2 separate regions of the Oryza sativa genome follow, and region 2 is linked to region 1. The links are chromatin contacts, called in public HiCAR-type maps. All regions are on one chromosome and are shown on one strand. Each heading gives the region's core, a stretch centred on a gene start, on an enhancer-like site or on the middle of the called end of the contact. The rest is flanking DNA. Distances are from core to core; before and after follow the strand shown. Region 1 holds the start of LOC4326717 (probable protein phosphatase 2C 2). Region 2 holds the start of LOC4325774.

Region 1 (2,700 bases), core at 61-2,560:
GAGAGGCAATCGGTCACGAATGAAACTATGAAAGCATGAGCTCAATTGTATATAGCAACAAGAAAAGGCTAAGGCTGTGTTCGGACCCAGGGTTCCCAACACCTCTCCATCGTTTTCCGCGTACACGCTTTTCAAACTGCTAAACGGTGTGTTTTTTGCAAAAAGTTTCTATACAAAAATTGCTTAAAAAAATCATATTGATTCATTTTTGAAAAAAAAATTAGCTAATTTCTAATTAATCACGCGTTAATGGACCGCTCCGTTTTCCGTGCGAAGAAGATTTGTTCCCAACCTCCCCCAGCAAACACAGCCTAAATACTCATGTGTTTATGCTAGTATTTAGGGGTGGGCATAAAAAAACCGAACCGAAATGACTGAGACCAAGAAATTCGGTCCTAAACAGTAAAAGACCGAATTTTATTCGATCAATTCGGTTAGTCTCATCGCTTAATTGAATAGATCGAATTAACAAAAAAAAATCTAAATGTAACCTATAATCCACTAAGTTCAATATGATTAAACTCTAATTTCCACAATCCTACTTCTTCTAGGCATGCAACCTAATAAGAGTCTTTACTCATACGTGCTTACTTTTTTTTATGTTGAAAATTTTCATTATTTCTTTGCATATAAAAAAATATTGTGGAATTTTAGTCAGGACCGAGACCGAATTTGTCGATCCTAATATTTTTGTGTTGAAATTCGGTCTTCACTTTTCAAAGATATCGAGACCGAAATTTTCAGTCAAACCGAATACCCACCCCTACTTGTATTTCGAAATTAACATACATCATTTTTTTAAAAAAAATATAGCCGTTATGTTAATAACTGCCAGTGTAAATCCTTTACATTCCTCAACTACTAATAACGACGAGTATAACCGTACGCTAAAAATTCCTACACCACATAACGGAAATAAACGGCATTCCTAATCGAGTTTCTTCATTAAAAAAAAGCAAAATAAAACCCCTAAAAACGGACGGTCTCCGGTCTCCACACGCGAAAGGCGTGAAACCAGTGCACGCATCACCCATCTCGTAAGCCTTAGCCAAACGAAACACACCCAACACAACACCACACAAGGTCGGCAAACCAAACCCCACACACGGCCACACCGTCGCGCGAACGCGCACGTGCCGGTAACACCGGTACACCCCCCGCGCGTCGCCACTTAGCCAAGCCGGTCGCGGCCACCTGCCGGTCACCTCCGCCCGCCACCCACCGGCTACCGCGGGTGGGGTTTGGGTGCGCGTGGCCCCCCACACGCGCCAACGCGCGTAAATAGGGGCCTCCCTCTTTTATCTCAGCCGCTTTGTTTGTTTCTTTCTTTCTTTCTCCTCTTCGGATCACGCAAGAAGAAGAACAAGTCTCCGTGTTCGTGTTCGTTGTATGTTTTCCCCGGAAAGAAGCTTTGATTGCAGCCGAGTCAAAATCTTTCGAGAGAGAGTGCTTTGCGTGTGATCGAGAGAGGTGTTGTTGGAAGCTTGGTTGGTTGGGGGAGTTCTTGGTTTGGTTTGTGGGGGGTGGTTTCCGGTTGGATTTCGCGGTTGGGGAGGACGAGCGGGTTGTTGAGCGGTTCGGGGGAGGAGGCGGTGATGGTGGCCGGGGCGGAGGTGATGCATCAGGTCGTGCCGCTGCTGGAGGCGTCGTTCCACCGCCGGTGCTCCGTGAAGGGGGTCGACGAGGTGTCGCCGCCGGTGGAGGAGATGTCGCCGGAGGCTGCCTCGGAAGCCGCCATCGAGGTGCCTGAACTGGTGAGTTCTTTTTTCTTTTTCTTAATAAGCTAATAGGGGGCTTTGGCTATCTTTTTCAGTTTGACGATTCGCTAATTCTAGAGCTGGGCAATAACTCGTGTTTCTTGATTTTTTGGTAAATAAATATTCTAATAATTGTTAGTGTTCCTGTTGTTAATTCTAGAATTTTTCTTGCTTATGAGTTGAAAAAACAGGAGTTTTTTCTTTTGCTTTTTAATCTTGGTGGAATTTTTACTTGTGATTGTGGCAAGGTGGTGAGTACTTACTCGAGTAATAAAAATTAATCCAACAAAATTGGCAGTACGGACGCAATACCGTGTCGTGGTTGGATTAGATTACGGTTATACCTTATTTGTTCAAGTATTGCGGACTTTTACTTTGAAATTGAAATTCGCACATATTGAGTCCATATTTGACCAATTCAGTATTGAAATGTTCACGTGGCTAAACTTTTTGGTTAATCTAGCCAGTTAGATATTTTCATGAAACATCCCTAAGAAAGGATGAAAACTATTTGAATGATTGGTCGGTGTGATGGTGGGAAACTCAAGACTAACTTAAAAGGTGGAAACATTTTCCACGAGATGCAGTGTAGAATTTAAAAGCTGAAAACGTTTCCCACGAAATATAGTGCAGGATGTCTCTGTTTTTAGTCGGCATACTAAAGAGGGCATGCTGTTCACCTTGGATGAGCGTCACCATAATTAACTCCTTTTTGTGCTTAATGCAGATGGTTAAGGCACCCGTGGAATCACTACAGTTTTCCCCCAACATTCGATCTGGTAGCTTTGCCGATATTGGACCTAGGCGGTACATGGAAGATGAACATATCAGAATTGATGATCTTTCTGGTCATCTTGGCTCACTGTTGATGTGCCCTGCACCTAATGCCTTCTATGGGGTATGCAAGAAACTAATAAGAGCTTCAACCGATTTTTATCATATT
Region 2 (2,700 bases), core at 124-2,623, 180 kb before region 1:
TTTTATTTTTGTTTTTATTCTAATGCCACGAAAGCGCCACGTAGGACAAAGACTCGGTCATAACCGCCACGTAGGCGCCACGTCAGCCAAAACCACCGAGGGACATTGTTTGTACCGGTTTTGATAGATGGAGGAGTCGATATACCCGGTGTTGTAGTTGGAGGATATGAATCATACTCGAACCATAGTTGAGGGAGTCAAAGTATACTTTTTCCAATCAGAATCCAGGTCCAAAGCTGAATGGGCTTTCGTTCGAACTGGGCCAGCTCGAGAAATGCTTGGGCTTTTTCTCCGTGTGGGGGCTGTTAGCATGTTACTACCTTTTCTATTTCGCAGACAAATTTCGTTTCATGTATAATATACTGATGTAACATTCTATAGGCTCTGTATTCACTAATTTTGTTGTACGTCAAATAAGATACTAATTTCTACTATGAAAAATGGTTGTATACAGTATACTATTGAAGTTCTACCCATTCAGTACACACTTGTCAATCGACGTAGAGTTAGCGATGATATCATGTCAATGTCTGTGTTGCATGCTATGTCAGATTTTTTTATCTGGGTTTATAGATATAGCAAGCACGTTTACGGGTGTAAAGATTTTTAAGTTAATGAACCTAAATAACACCCATGTATAAATTGAAATACCACTGATGCATTTTACTCTGTTCTCATATATATCGAAACATGTGAAAATAATAATAATTTGATAACATGTTTTCTTCCAAGTGAGAGAGTGTAGGTTGCCGATGACGTTCCAAATATTGATCGCTAGTTCTATCCTGAGTTTTGTGATCTTGATCTCTTTGATCATGGTGGAGTACAATCGACGAGTAAAATATTTTAGGTCTAAATTTTACACTGGCTGTGTCTTTCTGCCTAGTTCTTTTAATGAAAGCCATCTTAAGTTTTGTATATCGGTTAATGAACACTAGGAACTGAGGAGCATAATTTATTAAACTTTTTTAAAAAATGATAAGAGTGAACTCTCATGGCAATTCAGAGAATGTTCTCTTTTGGTTTGCTGGATTAGATGGTGGGTAGAAGGTTAGCCATAACAGCAATACGCCCTGATAATTCTGGCTGGCTATATTTAATCATTAGCCTATGAATACATGCCATCAGAAATCTGCCCAACTACCATATACCGGCTAAATAAGATTATTAGATATAGTACAAATCTAGGTAGAAATTGCAAGAGGTTCTATTAGGTCAAAAGATAATCTTTACTCCAACAAACCCTAATCATAGAGCAGGAGACAAATTATTTCTCTCCTTCCCTCCCTTATCCATATGCAAACGACTATACTAATGCAATTGGATTAGGGGCAATTAACGTTAACCTCTGCCCTTTCAGGCTCCATCCCTTGTTGCCCTTGTCCCTTCCTCTGTCTTCTTCTTCCCCTAAACGACGGACGATCGGTTCCCCATTTCGCTCCCATCGATCCCTCCTTCTCCTTCCTCCGCCTCCGCGGGCACGACGCAAGGCCGCCTCGCGCCGCCCCTGGTCGAGGATCGATCTCCCCTTCCCCTCCTCGGCTCCCGTCTCCTTCGCCCGCTTGCCGGCAGCGCCGGTCTCCGTCCCGCGAGCTGCGGTGGTGCCGCCGTCTCTGTCCCTGCTGCTGCTGCTGCTTCCGCCGCCGGTGAGCGCCCGTACCTGCGCGCGTTCTATTCATTGTTGCTGTTTACATGTGCCTTTTCTCTTTGCCCTAACCCTATGTCCTCTTCTAGATCTGGAAGCTTGTAGCAGTTTATGTGTTCCCCAGAAAGTTTGGGGGTTCAACTGACCCCTTGCCTGAAGGGAGGGAGTATTTGATTCTTGAAGAAGAGAGAGAGAGAGAGAGAGAGTATTTGATTCTTGAATTCTACTAGTTTGGAAGGAGGGGAGCTGCGTTATTATTATTATTATTATTATTATTATTATTATTATTATTATTATTATTATTATTATTATTATTATTATTTTTGGTTCGTTTGTTTCATGGAGTCGAAGGAAGTGCATGGCCGGGATGTGCTGGTTGATCTGGAGAAAGGGAATTGCTTGCTAATGAGAGAGGGGGGCGATAATGGGACGGATGTGAATATGATATCTAGCCAGGCGAAAACTCCATGGAATGATCTTATAGCTATGAAGGATGATCACCACATTCCTTGCTGCTCGTCACGCTCTCAAGATTTCGCCGTGAAAAGCGGAGAAGATAGGACGTCCGATGGCGAGATGAAGGTTGGGCTTTTGGATAAGTCGATGGGGGAGAAGGAGAAGAAGAAGCGGTCGAAAAAGCCACCACGACCGCCGCGACCACCTTCTGCTTCACCATTAGATGCTGCTGACCAGAAGCTCATTAGTGAACTATCTGAGCTCGCAAGTTTAAAAAGGGCAAGGATTGAACGGATGAAGGCTTTGAAGAAGATGAAGAACACCAAACCAGCTTCCTCAATTGGCAACCTGGTAGCTTTGATTATTACCATTATCTTCTGCCTCGTCATACTTTGGCAAGGTACATTAACTAATTATTTAGGATAGAAATGTTTATGTTTGTCTTGTTGTATGTGTCAGTGGATTCTTCTCTACTATGAATAAAATTGAATCACACATTTTGCTTCCAATACCTACTTTGTGAACTGGATTTTTCTAATTGGCTTTGACCTAAAATTTAGTAATTGCAGCAATTGTTCGTTTGTTCGAATTGCTGTTAT

The links. HiCAR-type assays count read pairs that join an accessible place to other places.
Region 2: a HiCAR-type map of leaf shows a contact between it and region 1, with 2.0 times the contacts expected there. The contact joins the promoter of LOC4325774 here to the promoter of LOC4326717 in region 1. A contact is called at or near these places in 1 of 15 Hi-C or Micro-C datasets (panicle) and 1 of 4 datasets of contacts at active chromatin or transcription factors (leaf).

What each region holds. Positions count from the first base shown.
Region 1 is chr1:10,832,283-10,834,982 of ASM3414082v1, reverse strand. LOC4326717 (probable protein phosphatase 2C 2) reads left to right here and starts at 1,310. Exons shown (of 4, transcript NM_001398290.1): 1 at 1,310-1,754; 2 at 2,485-2,655. The coding sequence starts at 1,596.
Region 2 is chr1:11,008,221-11,010,920 of ASM3414082v1, reverse strand. It overlaps LOC4325774, which reads left to right and starts at 1,373. Exons shown (of 5, transcript XR_001542594.3): 1 at 1,373-1,646; 2 at 1,735-2,501.